Regions from separate parts of the Sus scrofa genome. Here region 2 is linked to region 1. A link is a contact called in public Hi-C data. All regions are on one chromosome and are shown on one strand. Each heading gives the region's core, a stretch centred on a gene start, on an enhancer-like site or on the middle of the called end of the contact. The rest is flanking DNA. Distances are from core to core; before and after follow the strand shown.

What was found. A called contact is a pair of places that touch in the nucleus more often than the background predicts.
Region 2: a Hi-C map of liver shows a contact between it and region 1, with 6 times the contacts expected there. The contact joins the promoter of TANK here to the promoter of RBMS1 in region 1. A contact is called at or near these places in 1 of 47 Hi-C or Micro-C datasets (liver) and 2 of 2 datasets of contacts at active chromatin or transcription factors (alveolar macrophages and skeletal muscle).

Annotation. Positions count from the first base shown.
Region 1 is chr15:67,406,586-67,410,844 of Sscrofa11.1, forward strand. RBMS1 (RNA-binding motif, single-stranded-interacting protein 1) reads right to left here and starts at 2,842. Exons shown (of 14, transcript XM_003133427.6): 1 at 2,282-2,842. The coding sequence starts at 2,356. It overlaps LOC106506256 (a long non-coding RNA gene), which reads left to right and starts at 2,655. Exons shown (of 3, transcript XR_001301448.2): 1 at 2,655-2,767.
Region 2 is chr15:67,967,923-67,972,502 of Sscrofa11.1, forward strand. TANK (TRAF family member-associated NF-kappa-B activator) reads left to right here and starts at 3,050. Exons shown (of 9, transcript XM_021075290.1): 1 at 3,050-3,198.

The sequences.
Region 1 (4,259 bases), core at 1,592-4,091:
CTTTAGGTAGGTTAGGTAACACATTTTTAAACAAACTACAAATCAAACCAAGTCTCTATTTTTTTTAATGACTCAATACCATGACACCAAGAGACAGATTAGATAAGGGAGGAAAAAAAAAGGGCTATGTGTTCTGAACTATGCTTACCTAAAATCTGCATCCAGTCACTTTACATTTTAGGAGATGCCTCTTCTTGAGATAATCAAGATACTTTACAATAGGGAATTCAGATTTAATTATCAAACTTTAATACCATGTTATATAGGTCAAGTGAGTATGAGTGTCTTTCTCCGGAAACAAAGACATTCGGAGTAATAGGATTTCAGATTTTATAGTAGAAACAGCAAGATATGTTTTGAGAATGTCGTTTACCGTAACACAAATCAATATTAAATGCTTTATGCAGGAAGCACACTTTCAGAAATGGACCCTAAAGCTTTCTGGGATCCAACCCTAATTACTAGAGCAGGCTCTTGCCGTTTGTCTCTCTCTTCAATTATTTACAGGGCAAAAAGAGCCAAGTGGCATTGCATTAGCTATATTAAATGCTATGCACTTGGTTTCTAACTTACCAATGGTATATAAAAATTACTAGGGTGGATGTGCCTGTATAAACATGGCCTTTTTTCTTCTTCACCTGAGGGTACGCTATTTATTATTCATATAGTTAAACGTTGAATAGGCTGTCCTTTAGGTACCCAATGCTGCGCAATCTAAACAAGTGCATTAAACACATGTGATATCTAAAAAGCAATGCATTGATTACACTTAAAATTTCTTTGAACAACTTATATTTACAATGTAGCTCACCAAAATCGGGTACCTCCCTCCCGTCCATGAAAACAAATACCAAAGTGACCACACAGAAATGAATAATGCTCAACCATCTTGCTGCTTTTCCGAAAACCAAAGTAAAATGAAAATAGGAGGAGGGTGAAATAAGGCCCTTGAAGGCTAACAAATGTCTGGTCTCTATGCGGACAAGTGTCCTTTTTACATGGACAGATACAGAACTAGGGTGTAAGTACCTTAACATGGACCACACACACTTTAAGAAAGAAAAGCTTATCAAGGTTCAATCAGAGATTCTTTGTACCAGGCCAGAAATGCCCTGTGTCAGCAAGCAGAGCATGATTATAACCCCTCAAAGAAAGTTCAGATACTGTGCCCATACTTGATTCTTTCGTGATCTACAAGGGCACCAGGAGTCAAGGGAGATGCTAATTGCTGAAGAAGGCTGGTAGCCAACTTATGCCCTCCTAAACCGTGGAAGAAGCTTCCAAAGCAGTGAAACCCTCACTCTTTGTGGACCCATTTTTTTTTTTTCAAATGAATTCAGGAGGAATCAAATTCTTATTGTAAAAATAGCATAGGCCCACTAACAACGTACCCAGGGTCCCTAGAAAGCCAGTCGCAATCTGTATGCAACATGTCATCTGCTGTGTCACCCAAGAGTGTGACAAGGCCACTTTTGAGAAAGCACCACTGGAAATCGATCGGTGGTAAACATATAAGGTAGTATTTTTCTAAACTAAATACGAAGTCACTTCTTTCTCTGCACCGAAATATGCCCATTGTCCGTCCTTTGCAAAAGCTACAGGGAAGATTAAAGGGACATCAATGAACGCTGAGTGAACTTTGGCCACTTTTCTACCCAAAACACCAGCGTAAAAGTAGAAATCAGTAACCAGGTGAAGTGCCACACCGCACAAAGATCAACGCGAGGGGCGGGCGCGCAGGGCCGGAGGCGGGGAGGGAAAAGTCCCGTCCCCCCCACCCCCAACCCCTCCAGCCCCAGTCACCGCGCGCGCGGGAGGCTGAGGGGCGTCCCCGGGGGCGGGAGGCTCCGCGCCACTCGGAGGGAAACCGAGAGTTGCTGCTCGCCACGCGAGGCCCAGGAGAAGGTGGTCGAAGATCCGCGCCGCCGGCGGGGCCGGGCACGGGCCCCAGGCGTCAGCGACCCAGCAGCAGACGCTCGACGAGGGGCGCCGCTCGGCTCGCGACCCTCCCCGCCTCCCAGGCCAGGAAGGGGCCGGCGGCTCTTTCCTGTCTAGTCTCTCCCCCCGCGGCTCTCTGTAACCCGATCCCCGCACTCCGCTCCGCGGGCAGCCGCCGCCCGGCGCGCAGCCTGGCTTCGCCCAGGCCAGCGCTATAGTTAGCAACCTTCCAGCAACTCCGCCGGGGGCGGCGGGGACTAGCCGCGCGCCCCTTCCGGGCCCGAGCAGCGCGCGCCCCCGGCGTCCCCTCCTCCCGGGTCCCCTGTCTCCCGCTCCCCCTTACCTTCGCTTGAAGATACTGGGGGTAATAGTAGGTGGCGTACTGAGGGTACATCTGCTGTTTCCACACTTTGCCCATGAAGCTGGAAGGGAGCCTGCCGTGCAGGGTCGCGGGCACTTTGAGGTTTCCAAGTCTCGATCTCTCCTGCCTCTCCCTTTCCGGCGGCGGCGGCGGCGGCGGCTGCCGCTGCTCCACCTCCCAGCCCGGACCAGACGTCCTCCTCCTCCTCCTTCCTCTCCTCCTCCTCCTTCTTCTCCCAGGCACAGAGAAAGACACTGCAGAGCGCAGAGGGCACCCCGGACAGGGCGCTCCCAAGGAGTTGCCTCCCGGAGCCCAACTGCTCCGGGGCTGCCAAGGACTGGCGCTCTGGCAGCGCTCCGCTCCGGCAAGCAGGCTGAGCGGGGCCAGGAGGTGATCAATACCAGTGGAAAGTGCTGCTGCGGCGGCGGCGGCGGCGGCGGCTGCGCTCGGTGCCAGGCGGCATCTGGGGTGGGTGCGCCCGATTGGGAGAGGGGAGAGGGGCTGGCGGGCCGAGGCCGTGGGGGAAGGGCGGTGGGGGCGTGGCTTGGGCGCCGTGGAGCCGGGACCGGCTGGAGGTGAGGGCTGAGTTTTAACCACTCCTCACCTCCCAGGCTCGGGGTTGGACGGGCGGAAACCTTGGGAGTCCGGATCGCTTTGTGTTGAGGGTAAAGGGTGGGGTTGGATTTGGGGGGGACACAGCTTAAGAACTGCAGAGTGGACACCTCGTTTGCTTTCATGAGTTTTTATCTCGAGAGAGAGGGGAGGTAAGGGGGAACGAGAAGGAAATCTGATTAATCTCTTACTCTCCCCCCCAATGATTTTTTTTTTCCTTTTTTTTTCACAAGGGAAGGAAAATAATTTGGTGTCCAACCACAAAGCTGGAGTCAGAATGCCTGGGTTCTGTCCCTTCCATTCCCACCCCCCCTCAGGCCACAACACTAATTTTCTAGATGACCTTGGGAGGTTTAGTGTCCTTCGGTATGGTTTTCCCAGATGTGAGAGGTGAAATCATGCCCTCTGCACCAGAGGAGGCAAAGCGGTCGGGTGCGCGCGCAAGCGCACCACACACACACACACACACACACACACACACCCACACCACCCTCACAACAAATAGACGGATCCTTCTAAGGGGGAGATGCCGCAGAGAGGCAGAACGTTATTATCAGAGGACACAATATAGACATCAGCTTTTCTCTGCCTCTTTCTAACGCTGCCAGACAGTCTGTCAACTCCCACTCAGGAGCAAGGAAACTCCCTGAGTTTGGAATATTTTAAGGCCATTTTGAAAGTCACGCTGGCATATTGTTGCAGTGTGCTTCTGTGACATATTAAAATCAATCTCTTTCTGCCTCTCTCCATCTCCTAATTGTCACAGCTCCAGACAGCCCCAGACAGCAGTGGTTCAGTTCACTACATAACTGGATATAATTTAATGGAGTTAATTGGTCCCTTAAGCTGCCTGTAGAAGACTTTTATATTCCAGCGCAACAAGAGATAATACTAAAATGTACAAATAGGATAAGTAAGAAAGCACTTTCAAATTGGAGATCTTGCACATCTAATAAAATGTAATGAAAAATTAATTTGTTATTAAATAGACCTTGATCACTTCGTTTTGTCATTTTGATTTTCTGACAGTCTGTGTTCATAGTTGCACAAAGGTAAATCAAACTGAAATGGAATGCATGATTTCGTTAAACAGTGACATTTTTATTTGATTACATTTCAAAAGGCTTAATAAGGTACTTTAAAACAATGCAATAGTGAAATGAAACCTTTATCACCTTTATATGATTTAGACAAATTTCTGGGTTATACATTGTGAAAAAACAAATTTTTGGATATGCCGGGAGGCAAATCATGTTCTCTTAAAAATAATTAAGAGTTAACCTATGTCAAATCCTACAAAGAAACAAGTATTGCTTGAGCTTCTGCTGTGTGGTGGGCCCTGCTGAGG
Region 2 (4,580 bases), core at 1,800-4,299, 560 kb after region 1:
GTTGGGAGTTCCCGTTGTGGCTCAGTGGAAACGAATCTGACTAGTAACCATGAGGATGTGGGTTCAATCCCTGGCCATGCTCAGTGGGTTAAGGATCTGGCATTGCTGTGAGCTGTGGTATAGGTCATGGACGCGGTTCAGATACCGAGTTGCTGTGACTGCAGCCTAGGCCGGCAGCTGCAGCTCTGATTTGACCTCTAGCCTGGGAACTTCCATATGCCTTGGGTGTGACCCTGAAAAAGAAAAAAAAAAGTGCAGGGAGAAAGTGAGGCAGTCAGAACCCCATCCTCCTGAGATATTATCCTAGGAGGAGCAAGATCCTGAGACAATATAACTAGAAAAAGAGCTCAAGACTCCAAAGCTAGGCTTGAAACTTTCAATATGGAAAAGTATCATGGACGGACTGAAGAACTGTCTAGGCATGGTTTGGCCAAGATAGCTAGGACAGGGGTGTTCTCAACTTGGGAAATTTCGTCTATGGCTATAGAACTCCCTTCTAAAGCAGGCTCTTCCTGACAATGATACATAGTATTCATGGTTATTTTATCTTGGCTATCAAATTGCTATTTAAACACCCTTAGTACATTTGTGCTTGGTGATAAAGCCTTTTGCAAACACCATTAACCCCTGTCATATATATGCAAAAATAGTGAGAATTTTTTTCTTTTTTTTTTTTTTTTTTTTATTTTCCCACTGTATAGCAAGGGGGTCAGGTTATCCTTACATGTATACATTGCAATTACAGTTTTTCCCCCACCCCTTCTTCTGTTGCAACATGAGTATCTAGACAAAGTTCTCAACGCTATTCAGCAGGATCTCCTTGTAAATCTATTCTAGGTTGTGGCTGATAAGCCCAAGCTCCCGATCCCTCCCACTCCCTCCCCCTCCCATCAGGCAACCACAAGTCTCTTCTCCAAGTCCATGATTTTCTTTTCTGAGGAGATGTTCATTTGTGCTGGATATTAGATTCCAGTTATAAGTGATATCATATGGTATTTGCCTTTGTCTTTCTGGCTCATTTCACTCAGGATGAGATTCTCTAGTTCCATCCATGTTGCTGCAAATGGCATTATGTCATCCTTTTTTATGGCTTAGTAGTATTCCATTGTGTATATATACCACCTCTTCCGAATCCAATCATCTGTCGATGGACATTTGGATTGTTTCCATGTCCTGGCTATTGTGAATAGTGCTGCAATGAACATGCGGGTGCAAGTGTCTCTTTTAAGTAGAGCTTTGTCCGGATAGATGCCCAAGAGTGGGATTGCAGGGTCATATGGAAGTTCTATGTATAGGTTTCTAAGGTATCTCCAAACTGTTCTCCATAGTGGCTGTACCAGTTTACATTCCCACCAGCAGTGCAGGAGGGTTCCCTTTTCTCCACAGCCCCTCCAGCACTTGTTATTTGTCGATTTATTAATGATGGCCATTCTGACTGGTGTGAGGTGGTATCTCATGGTAGTTTTGATTTGCATTTCTCTTATAATCAGCGATGTTGAGCATTTTTTCACGTGTTTGTTGGCCATCTGTGTATCTTCTTTGGAGAAATGTCTATTCAGGTCTTTTGCCCATTTTTCCATTGATTGATTGGTTTTTTTGCTGTTGAGTTGTATAAGTTGCTTATATATTCTAGAGATTAAGCCCTTGTCAGTTGCATCATTTGAAACTATTTTCTCCCATTCTGTAAGTTGTCTTTTTGTTTTCTTTTGGGTTTCCTTTGCTGTGCAAAAGCTTTTCAGTTTGATGAGGTCCCATGGGTTTATTTTTGCTCTAATTTCTATTGCTTTGGGAGACTGACCTGAGAAAATATTCATGATGTTGATGTCAGAGAGTGTTTTGCCTATGTTTTCTTCTAGGAGTTTGATGGTGTCCTGTCGTATATTTAAGTCTTTCAGCCATTTTGAGTTTATTTTTGTGCATGGTGTGAGGGTGTGTTCTAGTTTCATTACTTTGCATGCAGCTGTCCAGGTTTCCCAGCAATGCTTGCTGAATAGACTTTCTTTTTTCCATTTGATGTTCTTGCCTCCCTTGTCAAAGATTAATTGACCATAAGTGTCAGGGTTTATTTCCGGATTCTCTATTCTAGAATTTTTTAATAGTGTAGAATTAAACAAATAGTAGTTCATCACCATGGAAGCTTCTAAAAGTGCTACATGCATTCAGCCAGAAGCAATCATGTTCCAGTCAACTTGGAGAGTCTCAGCCTTCAGTGCTCTCGGGAAGCTTCCACATATACTATGGATTTGACTGCTCTTTTCCTGAAAGGGGTCCTAGAGATGATCTTGGTGGTGGGAAGAGGCCAGATTGACAGGAGTGATTCCAGACAACACTTTTCACTTGCAGAGCATTCTAAAGTTTACCACGACTTTTGTTTAAATTTTCGATTGATTCTGCAACTGTCCATCCAGTGAAGAAGTTTTCATGGTCCTCATTTGTCAGATTTTTAAAAATCAAAGTTCATTAGGTTAAACAACTTGCCCGAAGGAGTAGTTATCAGAACTAAAACTTTTCTGAAGCTATCTGTGTAAAATTTCTATTTTGGAGAATATTCAAGCACAGTTAGGAAACGGAATAATGGGCGAGTTGTAAGTCATGGGAAATTTTCTCATAAAGATTTAGTTGCAATTCATGGAGCACCTTTCAACTTCAGCAAGTACATTTAATGAAGTGTTACTGGTTTGTGAAAAATCGAATGGGGGTGTGTGTGTGTGTGGTTTTTCTCAAAGTGTGAACCTCAATCGCCTCAATCACATTCACATGAGGATCTGTTGAAAATGGGGGTTCCTGGGCTTCACCCCAGTTGCTCTGAACTCTGGGAATCTCTAGGGGTGAATCTACATGTTCAGCAGGCCTCTCAGGTAAATCTCAGTTTACATACTGTGTGGTATTAGACACTGTTATTTAATGTTTGGCAGAAATTTTGCCAAGACCCCCAGGTCACCTTTAAACTTGACAATGGAAGCCTTTTCTGTGGCTGTGGTTTTCCCCGAGAGGCAGGGCGGAGTTGCGCTGGGCGGGGCTTGAATGGGCAGGGCGGGCGGGAGGGGCCAGGTCTGGCGAGGTGGAAGGTGAAGGGTTAATGGCTCCGCGCGCAGGCGCTGCCCTCTGAACTGGAACGGAAAACAATTTCCGGTTGGATTCCCCCGGCCGGGTGCCGGAGCCCTGTGGCGTGCGAGGCCGGTGCGGACGCCTTGAACTGTGAGTAAGAAACTTTGTGAGCGAGCTGGTGTGTCCGAATCCGTCGGGCACGGCGGCGGCGCACTTGTGTGTGTGTGTGTGTGTGTGTGTGAGCGAGAGGCATGCGCTGTCCATATGGGCGCCGCAGGGAGAGAAGCCGAGGAGCTGCAGAGACAACCGGTTCTTAGAGTGGGGAGGGACTTACTGTTAGTGAAATGACCTAGGTCAGCGTCCCAGAGAGGACCCGGAAGGGGCTTTCCGGGCCCGCAACGTCAGCTCAGCAAACAACTGCCCCCTCTGCGTCGGCTCAAGGGGAGGGATCCACCGGGATTCCGCGCCGTGCTAATCTCGGGGACTTGAATTCTTGGCGGGCCAACTGGGGAAGCAGGGCCTGCGATGTCAGGGGGAGTGGTGGACCCCGCGCGAAATGTCCCAGCCTCCGGTCCTCACAGGGGCTGTCTTCCTCAAGCTAGTACTGCCGTTGTTACTCTTTCGAAAACTTCCTAGGTTCTTTCTGTTGTTTTTCCCAGGATTATTGCACAGTTCCGCTCTCAGCTTTCCTGCAGAGTGTCATCAGAGCCTTGTCAATGAGAAGTTAGGAAACTTCCCCGAGGGTCACGGAGAGAATGGGTGGGTGGCTGAGGCGGAGAGAGCTGTAGCACACCCTGCCCCCACGGAACTGGGAGTTAGACGGAATCCCCAGCGCGGTGTAAACTGACTAGCGAAGAGTTACCGGTATAACAAGCCGTGCTCGTCACAAAGTGAAGAAAGAAGGGGGAAGATACCCAAACCAGAGTCTTTGTGGCTCTTAACATGCTATAACAAGCAAAAGTAGAGCAGTCTTGCTATCGAAGTGTCGTTTATCTCAGATTCCTTTGACAAGTTATATCTTAAGAGGGAAGTGGTGGTGAAGGAAGTGAAGTGACATGAAAGTAAGGAAAAATAGTGATCTCCCTCCCTACCAAGGTTGGAATGCACATTTCAGTCGAAACGTAAGAGAGAAGCAAAGCTATGTATTCTGCTGGAAAATTATCTTGTCCCTTTCATTGGGGAGGGGAGGAAAACCCTAAAATGGTAGAGACTTGTATAAAGCAGAAAATGAAACTCCTTTGTAACCCTCTCCCCAACCATAGGTGCTCCAACCTTTCACATCTCTCTTATGTGTAGGTAAACATACTGTTTTGCCTTCTTATGAAAATGAGATTTTATATGCATACAGTTCTATTATATGGTTTTCAGATAAAAAATGTGTGGTGGAAATCTTACCATATGTAGCTCTACTTGATCTTAATGTCAGCATGGTATTGCTTTGCCTAGACCATATGCCTTTACCATAACTGTAGTTAACCTTTGGCCTGTTTATATATTTGTCCTTGTTCTTCAAAATTATTTGTATTTCATTA